Regions from separate parts of the Sus scrofa genome. Here region 1 is linked to region 2. A link is a contact called in public HiChIP or PLAC-seq data. All regions are on one chromosome and are shown on one strand. Each heading gives the region's core, a stretch centred on a gene start, on an enhancer-like site or on the middle of the called end of the contact. The rest is flanking DNA. Distances are from core to core; before and after follow the strand shown.

Evidence for each region. HiChIP or PLAC-seq counts read pairs in DNA pulled down with a chosen protein or histone mark.
Region 1: a contact with region 2 is called in an H3K27ac HiChIP or PLAC-seq map of skeletal muscle, with 8 times the contacts expected there. The contact joins two enhancer-like sites. A contact is called at or near these places in 2 of 47 Hi-C or Micro-C datasets (embryonic fibroblasts and skeletal muscle) and 1 of 2 datasets of contacts at active chromatin or transcription factors (skeletal muscle).

Annotation. Positions count from the first base shown.
Region 1 is chr7:57,673,988-57,680,269 of Sscrofa11.1, forward strand. No RefSeq gene overlaps it. Among named protein-coding and RNA genes, the nearest start is that of HMG20A, 170 kb to the left of the region's middle. Within about 2 kb of position 1,829, at least 10 of the 83 cell types and tissues checked have an H3K27ac peak or open chromatin away from gene starts, as enhancers often do. A contact at or near this core is called in skeletal muscle, where this site is marked.
Region 2 is chr7:57,136,123-57,142,388 of Sscrofa11.1, forward strand. It overlaps PSTPIP1 (proline-serine-threonine phosphatase interacting protein 1), which reads left to right. Exons shown (of 15, transcript NM_001244186.1): 6 at 2,139-2,201; 7 at 2,801-2,899; 8 at 3,750-3,795; 9 at 4,747-4,826; 10 at 5,338-5,436. Among named protein-coding and RNA genes, the nearest start is that of PSTPIP1, 36 kb to the left of the region's middle. Within about 2 kb of position 1,264, at least 3 of the 83 cell types and tissues checked have an H3K27ac peak or open chromatin away from gene starts, as enhancers often do. A contact at or near this core is called in skeletal muscle, where this site is marked.

The sequences.
Region 1 (6,282 bases), core at 579-3,078, 540 kb after region 2:
GAGGGTCGGTGACCTGAGCTGCTGTGCAGCCAGAAGCTGAGCCAAAAGAAGAGGGAGGCTTCCTATAATGGGTTTCCCTGAGACTCTCTCCTTACAGAAACCCCCGCATTAGAGAGTCTTTCAATGAGCTTCTGTTCATTGCAGTCAAATTGTTTTGGATACAGACAGCACTAAAAGCTAAAATTTAGCCCAGCCCAAGAGCTCCACAACCCCTGCCGCCTCCATTGTTCTGTCCTGGAGGGGTCCAGTGCGGAGGGCACATCCCACAAGCCAGGCACTTTGCATGGGCATGGTCTCCAAGCTTCCCAACAACCCAGTAAGGTAGGGATGATCATAACCATTTTTTAAGAAGTGCCGTGTTTTGCTGCAGGCCGCCTGGCTGATTCACGCAGAGCAGAGCAGAGACGTAAACCGGGTGAGCCAAATCACTTCCAATGCATCTCGCTGGAAGCCAATTATGTAAAGCAGGTCAGAGTGGAGGTCTTGCTGTGATAAAGGGATGGGGGGGGGGTTGCTGCTTGCGCTCCCCCCAGAGTGGGGATAGAGCTTGAAAGGAGGGGAGTTGATCATTTGAAAACAATCCCACGGGGGCCTAGGCCCTGAGAGAGATACCTCGAGAGGGCCAAGGCCAGGGACGGACACGGGGCATGCTTGGAAGCTGGGAGCTCTGATTATTGGCACGACCATTGCTCCTGTCATCACATAGGCTACAGGGTGCTTTGTGAACCAGAGCCCCCTCCTATCCCATCCATGCAATTCCTCATAACTCCTGGTCCTTGCAGCTCTGATGACAATTTGTAAATGGGTGTTATTTGAGTGATCAGCTGGTTGGTGTCTGTCTCCCCCATCAGACCCTAAGCTCCCTGAGGGCAGCAACTTTCCCATTCTTGTTCCTCATCACATCCCTGGTGCCTAGCCCAGTGCCGGGTGAGAGGAGGTACTCGATGAATAGGGGGGAATGAGGAAGGGAAGGAGCGCTCAAGAGCAAGAATTACAGCTCCATTTTAAAGATGGGGAATGTGAAACCCAGGGAGAGGAAACCCAGTGGCCAGGGTCAGTCAGGGAGCAACTGCTAAGCTGGGCTAGGACACAACCCAGAGCAACGGAGGCCCAAGAAGACAAAGCAGAAGAGAGAGTTCAGAATGGCTGCAGGCGCAAGTAATCCTGGGCAAATGTAAAAAATTACAAATTGAATGTAGGAGAAAAACATGGTGAGAAGACCCTGAGTGAAGCCCCTTCCTGCGACTGAGCCCTCCCTCTCTGCCAGGGAACACCACCCCTTCCAGCGGGAGCAGCTAGAATGAGCAGCGGCAGCTCTCCCCAAGGCTGAGAACCATAGGCAGGCCAGACCCACAATGAGCAGTAGGTGGGCCACAAGCTGGAGAAGGTGAAAAGCCTTGCAGGGCCCCTTTAGAAACCATGCTTGTTCTTAATGTTCCTAAGGTGGGGGAGGCTTGTCTGCCCAATAGGGTAAAAATCAATTATGATTAGTTGTCACTCTCGGCTGTTAATTTCTACCCTGGTGGGACAAGTTTCCCTCTTGGACAGGGCACCCGGTATTGGAACGAGTCTGGCTGTGTGTCAGGGACAAACCCTCCTGTGTTTGCTCACCCCCTGTGAATCTCCTGGTCCAGGGCCCCATGCTTGCGCTGAATGTTCTGAATGAAGGCTGGGGGCTAGAAACTGTGGGAGAAGGTGGCATTATATATGATGGGGCGTCCATAAGAATAATAATAGTAGAAGCAAACACTGATTGGTCACTTGCTCTGTGCCAGACGCTATTCGAAGTGCTTTGCAGGCATGATCTAATTTAATCCTCACAAGTTACATGGGCAAGCTGCCCAAAGGCACACAGCTGGTACGTGGCAGAGCCAAGATTTAGACCCAGGTCATCTGGCTCCAGATCCCATGCTTAACTTTCTACCGTCAGGCCCTTTGACCAACCCTCACCTCTTTACGCTTTGTGTAGAGTTTTTGCCTAGTCCCAGTAGTGGCAGGCCCTGGACCAGGGGGTTGACAGAATTGGCGGGTGGAGAGGTGGCAGTGAGAAAGGGACTATTTGGGAAGATGACCTATACCATGAGCTGAAGGTTGTCAGAAAAAAGTGAGCATGTGTGTGTGTGTGTGTGTGTGTGTGTGTGTGTACACAGTGGAGAAGAGGAAAATGCGGGGGTAGAGGACATACCAAGCAGAGGGAAGAATATTTGGGGAGGCCTGGAGGGAAGGATCGTGGGCATTTCAGGAAAAGGAAGCCAATGCAAGCTCTTCAGAACCCTCTGGAAAGAGGAGACCATACTGGGTCATAAAGGCTGCCCCGAAGTCTTTGAGCCCCACAAACCCCACAAGGCATCTCTGGTCAAGATGCTGACCTGCCACGCCCATCCAGGGGAACCAGCGTTCCTGGGATTTATTTCAGGCTCAATATCTGGGCACCTCTGAGGAACCCCTACCACTCCGCCCTCAGCCTAGCCCTGCCTTCTAATCTGTAAGGACTAGGGCCCGCACAAGTGTTGGGAGTGGGGTAGGGGATGAAGGGGACGTTCCCGTGGCCACGCCCCTCCCGGCCCCTCCCAGCCCGTAGCCTGCACCTCCGCTGGTCACCTAGGAGACAGCTCCTGGTGAGCTCTCATTGGCCGACCGTGGCTCTAGGGGCGGGAGCGAGGCCCCGGCTGCTGTCCGCACGTGCACGTGCGTGCGCAGGCTCACGTGTGTGAGCAGGCTGCGGGGGCACTGGGCTCTGCTCTGGGCTGGACGCGGTGATCCCAAGAAAGAGGGAAGCGGCGGGATGGGATTGGGAGGACCCAGCCGGTCGGAGGTTGGTTTGGCAACATTCTGAGCTGGGGAGGGGGGCTGTTCGGAGGATCTGTGCTTTAGTGTGAATGCACAGGGGAGAGGATCCAGTGTGGTATACCAGTGTGAACTATTACACTATACAGCTATCATCAGTACCAAAGTGTATGCTAAGGGTGTCTGCCTGCATAGGTGAAAAGATTTGTGTGTGGACACATGTCTGTGTGGGACAATGTGTGGGGCTGTGTAAGTGTGAGCGCTTCCATGTGCACAGGTGTGCCCGAGGGAGTGGGTGTGTGCGTGTGTGTGTGTGTGTGTGTGTAGCAGAGAGATGTGCATACTCTGCCTCTGATGCTCCCACACCTCAAATCTCTCCTCCATAGACTCTGAGATGTGTCACTTTCATGCTCAGTGCCCTGCCACGGCTCCCCACTGCCCCTACAGAACCCCTGCCTCAACTTCCCCAGCCCCTCACACACAAGTCCACCCTCCCTCCCACAGAAGCACCAAGAGCCAACAGGAAGGGGGTTTGTGTCCTTGGTGCAGGGGAGGCTTCAAGGGTAGGTGTTATTCCCTCATCCACCTCCCCACCCGTCCTCCCGTTCCTGCAAGTGTGTTTGGGAAATTTTCTTTTGTGACGGAGAGCTGGAGGCCAGCTGGGAGCCCCCAGCTGGGACCTGGGAACATATCATGGGGTACCCTGGCCTCTCCAGCTCTTTGCTCACCTCAGAGCAATCCTTTCGTCTACCCCACACTGCCAGCTGTCCTTTCTGCCTTGGGGCAACTGCAGAGGCCCATCAACCTTGCAGTGACCCTGTCCCTTCCAGCTGCCCCGCAGGATAAAGGAAACAGATGTTCTCCTGGCTGCTGGCCAGCCAGGTGACAGCTAGTGGCCAGGCAGTCCTGCTCTGTGCCTCGGGCTTCAGGGCCTTCCACCAGTTCTACTTCCTGGCCAGTGGCTCTGCCTGCAGTCATCATGGGGCAGAGGCTCTTGTCCCACTCCTCATGGGCCTGCTGTGGTGCAACCCCTAGCTGTGCAGAGGGGGAAAGTGAGGCAGAGTGGTAGGGACTCATCCCAAATGGCAGAAAATTGGTTGGCTCCCTGAGGACACAGGAAGACTCCAGACAGGTGACCTCCAGCGTATGTGTGAGGAGGGAGCTGCTCTGATAACAGGACCTCCAGGGGCTTTGGCTGTCCTGGCTCCAGACCAAGAAGCACCTGAGGCAGGTTGTGGGCCTTGGGTAAGAGGTGGCCTGAGGTGGCCAGGGCCAAGGCAGGTGGGTGGACCTGCAGGCCCCTTGGGCCTCTGTTCCAGGTGACTGCATGGTCAGCAGCGAGCATGGACAGGGGGATTTATGGGACCAGGCACAGGGCTGGGCAGTAAATGGCATGGTGCTAGGGAGGCTGTAACTCTGCTTCACTTCAGCAGCAGTGTGGGGGCCGGGAAGTGAGATAGAAACACCACTGAGCTCTGGGGTGGACCCTGAATCTGGAGAGAGTGGGGAGGCCCAGCTGGTATAGTAGTAATCCAGAGAGGCTGGCCTGAGGTGTTCAGGCCTGGTGCAAGGTCACCCAAAGTAGTGTCTCCTCTTCCCAGGGCTGGGTGCTGGACAGAGCCCAGGAGACAGACACTCCGCCTCCCCCTGACCTGGCTGTGGTGCTGCCAGGGGACAGCCACACACACCCCTTCCCACCCAGGCCTGCTCCCTGTGCCCTTGGTATGTCCTGAAAGAGGCTCTGGAGCTGGCAAGCAGTGGAAGGGATGAGGGTTTACTGTGCCTGCATCTCTCTTCTTTACGACACCATATTTTCTTAATGAGCTATGTACATGTCTGCTAGCCAGAGAGCAAAGTCAGGGCCTCCAGCTGTTCCCCTCTGGGGCTGGGTGGTCCCCTGGGGCCAGCCTGACCTTGTGTTTCCCATGGGAAGGCTTTCTGGATGCCACAGCAGTTGCCTCCCTGTCGCCAGCTCCCCCACCCCTCAATCCCCCCGGTTCAGTTGACTCAGAGCTGGTGCTGTGACCGATTCACTCATTTTGTGACTTTGGACTTGTCACTTCCCTTCTCTGAATCTCAGTTTCCTTATCTGCAGAATGGGAGCACACACTGGGCATTGCATGCTTTCTTAGGCGCCACACATTAGCTGTGCAACTTTGTACCATGGTTCAGCCTCTGAGACTCATGCTGCCCATGATCACAACAGGGAGATAGATAGTCATGCTGATCAGTGCTTTGGGCTCAGCTCGGGACACTGGGACCTGGGAGGGGGGCATCATTGGAGGGTCCATGGTCCTCTTGCCTGCCTGGCTTTCTCTTTCCTTTGCCTCCAGTTTCTCCTCCGGCTTCCTCCTCCTCTGTTCCTCCAGAACATCCTGCCACTCCATCCCCAGGATTGGCTGTCTCCTTGGTGGTCTCAGCCCAGACTGGGAGTGGGAGGGTGAAGGACAGAGTGGAGCTGGTTGGGGGGACAGGGACAGCCATGCTCTGGTCCCTGCTGGGGTTGCATACTTGGCATGGGGGCTGGGGTTGGAAGGAACTGGGAGAGCAGGTAGGCTGGGACTAAAACACTGGGGCATCCCTCAGTCTCCGTGGCCCTCAAAGTCCCCAGCTTAGCCTTCCCAGATACCAGAAACCACCTGACGTGACAGGACCTGGGCTGGGGGTGTGGGATGAGCCATAATAGGTTTATGGGAAGACTGTAAATCCCTTTACGGGTAAGCCATCAGCTCCCTCAGGCAGTCAGAACCAGGGCTTAGTTACATGGCCACTGTTCTCAGACCCTTACCCTGCAGTCTCCAGGTACCAGGGTCAGACTGCCAGGTCCTCATGGCTTGTTTATCATGCTCTAATCTCCACCCCCGACAGAGGTGCTGGGTGCACTGGGACCCGGGAAGGGAGAACTGATTGGCAGAAGCTTTGATTGTGATTCCCACCCATGGCACCCACTTGTACCAAAGCACGCTCTCCATCACTGACTCGTCCCATCCCACAAAGAAAGGAGGCTGTGGATGTGTACCTATTTCATAGATAGGAAGCCTGAGTCTAGAGTGGTTCAAAGCAGAGACCAGACTGGTGCTTGTTCTGCCGTGAAGTCCTGGTGCCCTGAGTATGAATTCTGGCTTCATCACCTACCTGGTGGTGAGCCCCCGGCAACCACTTCTCTTCCCTGAGCCTGCGGGTTCTCATCCAAAAGGAAGCATCTGAGAATATCCTTAAATAAGAGAATGTGGGTAATGAATACCTGCGTACCAATGAGTAGTTCCTGAAAGGAAAAGACTCCCTGGAGGTCCCTATGGAGGGTGACTTTCAACAGTGGCTGTATCGATGCTCACATTCCTATGTGTCCTTTTATCATGTGACTTTACATCTCCTCTCACCCAGAGCTGGGTCTGTCCTCTCTCTCCTGAATCTAGGTGGGCCTGTGATTGCCTAGAGTAGCATGCAGCAAACATGAAGTTGTAGGACTTCCCGGCCTAGGCCTCAAGAGACCTG
Region 2 (6,266 bases), core at 14-2,513:
CCCAGTCCTTCCCTCCCTCTTGGCAACCACAAGACTGTTCTCTATATCTGTGAGCCTGTTTTTGTTGTGTAGATATATTGACTTGCGTTGGATTTTAGATTCCACATATAAGGGATACCACATGACATTTGTCTTTCTCTGACTTCTTTCACTTACTATGAGAATCTCTAGTTGCATCCATGTTGCTGCAAGTGGCATTATTTCATTCTTTTTTTTATGGCTGATAGTATTGCATTGCATAGTCATTGGTCATTTTGATTATCCTACTTCCACTAGGCTGTAGAGGGTCCCTGACAGCTTGGGGGTATCCAAAGGAGGGGAGTCACCAGAAACTGGTCCTGAGCTGAAGGATCAGGGTTGTTTATCCGGGAGAAAGGAGGACTTGGGCGAGTCAGTCACGGCGGCCATTCTGCAGGGCTGCCTGAGGCTGAAGGGAACAGAGCTTGCAAGTGGTGGGGGTGCTGAGTTTACCTTAGCATCCAAAAGTGCTTTTCACTCATCTGTAGGGTGTGGCTGTCCCTAGATAGAGGGACCGCATGGAAAGGAAGTGGGAGGGATGCAGCAGAGGTTGGATGGGAGGTGGGCTTGGTGACCTCTGTGTCCCAGGGCCCCCTCCCAAACCTGAGACTCTGACTGGTGGAGCTCGTGGCCCTCTGGGAAGGCAGATGGGCCTCAGTGATGAGGGTGGTGCCTTGGACGGGGGCGGGGAGGCCAGCACACAGATGTACTTCTTGCTTGGAGAGGAAGGATCATTGTAAACTGTCCAAGGAACTGGAATGGAAGAATCCATTCAACGGAGCTGGGAAGGGGAAGAAGGAGATAGTTCATGGCTGGGACTGAGTATCCCGGCCAAGCCACTTCCCCTGTCTGTGCCTCCGTTTCCCTCTTGCAGGATGGGACACTTATGTCCACCTCCCAAGTGTTGGGGACCCAGACCAGAACCAGCCCCCCTCAGTCTTCACAGGCAAGGTGCCAGCTCCAATTAGAGGCTCTTACCACAGAAATTCAGTGTGGCTGCACCCCCTGTCTGCCTATCTAGCTAGTTGGGGTTTCAGCCTTTCAGGATTCTAAATCTGGGTTCCTGAGCAGACTGTGGGTCCCCAAAGCCAGCCACAGAAACTGGCCTGGCCTTGAGGTGCAGGAGCAGAGGCCCTCTCTGGGCTGAAACTTGCCTGGGAAACATCTGCTGTGACCATGAGGCCCCAGGATGGCTATTTTGAGCTTTCCTGTGGCCAGTGAGACTGTGATGTCTACAAATAGCTGTTTTGGACAGTGACACCTTCCGCAGAGTGGCCAGGTCCTCCACAAGCAGAGGAGAGCTATGATGCAGTGTGTGGGGAAGACTGCCTGCATGTGTGTGCACACATGTGCATGTATGGACATGTGTGTGTGCCCAGGAGAACATGGGTGTGTGTGTGTGTGTGCACACCTGTGAACACATGCATGTGTCTTGGTGTGTGTGTGTTGGACCAGGTGGCTTCCTGAGGCCTTGTCGCTGACACAGGCCCCACTGTGACCCCAGGCACAACTTGGCTATAGCCCTGACATGAGGGGTGTCTCATTCCCTCATTTCCAGTCCCTGCCAGGCACATCCTCCATCTGAACGAGGAGCACGGGAGGCAAGGTGGGGGTGCAGAGGCCCCGTGTGCCTGCGTGTGTGGCCATGACTAAATTTGGAGTGTGTGTTCACCTGTGTGCAGAGGCTCATGGCAGGGGGGGTGGCACTTGGGAGAGGTGTGTGAAGGCCTTGTGTGTGCAAGTATGAGCAGTAGGAACCTTTTAGCGTGTACTTCTGCGCATGGGTGGAACTCTGTGCGCATGTGTACACGGAGCATGATGGCTGTATGCGGGTACAGGGGCGCATGCGTGCGTGCAGGCTGGGTGTCCCCAGCTAGAGATGAAGTCTGGACAGGTCAGTAGCGAGAGGCTACGATGGCACATCCGTGCCTCGGGCTCCCCGCTTTCTGCTCTGAGTGCTGGTTGTGAAAGAGCAGGTCCTGGGAGAGGGGGGTCTTGGTGCCACCCCCTTCAGAGCCAGTAGGGGATGCTGGGCCTCATCCCAGGGACACCCGTCCTCTTGGCCTAGGGGAGTGTCCCGAGGCCACAGCCCCACGCTCAGAGCTTCGTGTCCCCCGCAGTTCGAAGCTGTCATGGACCGTGTCCAGAAGAGTAAGCTGTCCCTCTACAAGAAGGCCATGGAGGTGAGTGCCAGGGCCTTGGGCCTGGGGGTGGCAGGGCTCAGGGTGTGGATCCCAGGAGCCCTGGGCGGGCACAAGGGACAGGGCTGGCCTCAGGCCTCTGTCCAGCAACAGGCACAGTGGGGCTGTGCTGGGTCCACCTGCCCTTGGGAGCTCCTCCTGATGGGCAGGTAATTGGTCCCGACAGTGGTCCCCTGGGTCATCCATGCTGGAGCTGGGGACTTGGGGGGATGAAAGGAGTGGGGACCTCTGAACTGTCTCCTAGGACAGAGTAAGGAGGAAAAAAATGGCTCTACAGGAGAGGACGGCATGTGCAGAGGCTGCCCCTGTGACAGTGCAGGGCGTTTTCAGGGCCCTGCTGGTAGTTTGATGTGACCACGCCCCTGAAGAGGCCAGGGCCACAGGCAGGGCTACCCTGTCCCCACTGGGAAGGGGCCTGGGCACACGATGCCCTTCTCCATCTCCATTCTGGACCCCCAGTCCCTGTCTGTGGTGAGGAAGCCCCTGTTCCATCCACACCCCTCAGCGGGTAGAAGAGAGGCTGAGCTCAGAAACCTCCCTCTGGGGCCTCTACGTCATGTGTCTGTGTCCCCGCCCCCCAGTCCAAGAAGACGTATGAGCAGAAGTGCCGGGATGCTGACGACGCGGAGCAGATCTTTGAGCGCATTAGTGCCAATGGGCAACAGAAGCAGGTGGAGAAGGTGCGTTGAGCCACTGAAGTCACCTGGTGTCCCTGGGCTGAGACAGGGCGGGAGTCAGGGCAGGGGTGACACAGACCGTTAAGGCAAGGTGTGCATCTGGAACACGCTGGCTGCTCCCCTCTCTCTGAACCTCCATTTCCCCATCTGTGAAATGGGTTTCCTGGAATCTCAGGGTCTAGATGGCGTCAGCTCGATCCACTTTGCCATGTCCAGGCTGCACTCAAGGTCCTTCCTCGGAGCAGGCCCAGAGCTCACAGGGCCATGAGAGCAGATGCTAACCCTCACATGACCCTTGGGAGAGGGGCTCGGTAGGCCCATGTCACAGAGAGGAAATGGGCCCAGAGAAGGCGAGGAAGCAGCAGAGAAAGCACCCCCACCCGGAGTGGCCAGGCCCCAGCCCTTGTCGGCTCTGACCTCTAGGCCAGAACGGGATGTGGGAGCCTCCCGGGCCTGAGAACGCGTTTGCCCTTGTCCCGGACAGGAAAGCCAAGGCCCAGAGAGGGCAGGGGCCTGCGGGCGAGTTGGTGGCAGCGAGTCAGGACCAGAGCCCAAGCCCCAGGCAGTGGGTTCTGCAGTGGTCGTGGGGCCCCAGGTCGTTTCTTGCTCTAAGTCTCAGCATCTAGTTTTCACATCTGAGCTGCAGGTTTCTGGTTTATTCCTTTTTCATCAGAACCACCCTGTGGGCCCGTGGGGAGAGGCTGGAGTTAAACGAGGGAACTTGCCCATATGTGGCTCCTTAGTGTCCCGCTGGGTGGCCGGGGAGGCTGTGACAGGTCCCCTCTGAGATGCCCAGGGAGGCCGGGGACCCGGGGGCTGGGGCCTCAGCGCTGCTTTTCTGCTGTCTCCTCAGAGCCAGAACAAGGCCAAGCAGTGCAAGGACTCCGCCATGGAGGCAGGTACGTGGAAGGGCCCCTCCTCAGCCCAGGGGGTGGGGTGGCCCCACCACACACGCACATCCTTCACCCCAGGGACACTGTCACTTGCTCATCACTCTCACTTCCACATTTATGTGAGTAAAACAAAAACATTCATTTTCTTGCATTTGCCAGGACGGTTCTTGGTGGTTTGCACGTTTGAACTACTCCACACCACAACAGTGATCCCTGTCTTGATCCCCCTTTTTAACAGATGAGGAAACTCTGGTGGCACAGAGAGGTTAAGTAACTTGCTCAAGGTCACAGAGCGAGGAAGTGGTGATAACTGCAAATAGAAGCCCTCGGCTCCAGGGCCCAGGGCCCGGACAGCCACAGTCGAGGGAGATAGGCTCCCTCTCCTCGCACACACCGCTCTCGTACCCACAGGTGTTCAGATATGCACACAGCCTTCTCAGGGCCTGTCTCCTCTATCTTTCTCCTGATGTCAGAAGCCCCCCACACCTCTTGTCTCTGCTGGCACAATTCCTAGGACAGAGCGTCTCCTTGCTCTCTTTCCCTGGGAAGCTCTCCCTTCTGGTGGCACTGCCTTTCCCAGGACCCAGCTTCTCCCTTGGCTGGGGGACAGAGGTCATGGCCTAAGCCCCCCTGGCTTCCCAGCCCCACAGCTCCTGATGCCCCTTCCATCCCTCCTTGTGTGCTGCCCTCGCTGAGCCTCAGTTTCCCATCTGGAAAGTGAGATGGTGGGAGCTGAGATGGCGAGAGGCCTGACTCTGACTTTGGGTGTACAAGGCTCTGCCCCAGCCCCAGGCCGCCGGAGCACAGCGGGGAGCTGAGTCACCTGAGAAGAGCGGGACCAGCATGGTGGTGGCCCTGCCGAGTGTGCCAATGGGTGCGGGCAGCCAGGGCGGGTCTCCAGTGGGAGGCAGGCACCCAGGCAGGGGCGGCCTCCCTGAGGACCCCCTGTGCTTCCAGAGCGGGTGTACAGGCAGAACATCGAGCAGCTGGAGAAGGTGCGGGGCGAGTGGGAACAGGAGCATCGGACCACCTGCGAGGTGAGTGACCCCCAGGCATGGAGCCTCTTGCTCAGCTACATCGCGGGAGCCACCACCCCTGCTCTGGCTGCTTCAGGGGGAGATGAGGCAGTGGGGGGGGGGGGAAGGCATTGCTCCTTCATTCCCTCACTCATCCACTCATCCCACAGGCCCTGTGCAGGGGCCCTTCTTGCAGACAGTCATCCTTTGCCCCTTTTGGCTGAAACCAAAACTGAGGCGCACGCAGACCCTGTAGCTTGCCTGGGCTCTGCTGAGGGCAGCAGCCTCAGGATTCAGGGTCCAGGGCTCCCTGTACACCACGCCCCAGAGCTGCGGTGGGGCCTGGAGGAAGGGCTGGGGGCAGGAATCCCACAGGCTGCACCCTTCCCAGAAGCCTCAGGGGCTGGCAGAGGTGGGGGTGGGGCTCTCCAGGAAGAATCCTTCCTTTAGACTTGGCTCTCAGCAGAGGGGGTCTGGCCTGGCCCAGCCCGGTAGCACCCCCCGCCCCAGCTTCTCCCCTTGCTCCCCCCAGGCCTTCCAGCTGCAAGAGTTTGACCGGCTGACCATCCTCCGCAATGCCCTGTGGGTGCACTGCAACCAGCTCTCCATGCAGTGCGTCAAGGATGACGAGGTGTGGGCCGAGGGCAGGGAGGGGAGGGGGTGAGTGGGGGTGTGAGGGGAGGGCAACCTCTGGGCAACAGCGCACCCAGGGCCATCTGAGCCATCTGCACACCTAGTCCTCTGTGGTCCGAGCCCTGGCCCCAGCGGCCTCAGACCTCAGCATTGAGCCTCTGCCCTGGGGCCCCGAGGACAGGGAGTCAGCAGGCACAGGGCCACAGCCTCTGCCCAGAAGACTGCTTTGCAGGGACCCTGGCGTCTGCTCACCCTGCTCCCTCTGCCGGGTTTGGGAAGGCAGGTGGACTTAGCTGCTCAGGTCTGCAGATAAGCTGTGGTACCCAGGGTTGTTCTGCTCCAGGCCTGGTGCTTGCAGGAGCCAAGGTCCAGTCCCTCCTCTGCCCCCAGACACCTCAAGTGTGCCCTGGTTCCCCCCTGACTGAGCTCGACATGTCGGATGTGTCCTCCTCAGCAGAGAGGGCCTGCCACCTCCCCCCGGCCCCCTGGGCCTGGACTTCTGCTGACGCAGCCCTGGAGCCATGGACCCTCTCTCGAGGCAGCCCGGACTCCCTGACGCCAACTGCTGTCCCCTGCCTGACCCCTTCTGCCCATGGGGGGTGGAGTTTTGGGGTTTTCTCCACAAGTGACTTGAGCCCACCTGGTGGCCTCCTCATGGCAGAGGAAGGGGTGTGGGCTCTGAATCGTCTCATACTGGATCCAAAGCCCAGCACACTGAACTCCTGCTCTGTGACCTTGGGCAAGTCACCCTTCTCGGAGTTTCCTCATCTATAAAGTGAGCAAGTCGCATCTACCTCAGAGTGAGGTAAATCCCTTGCAAAGGAACTG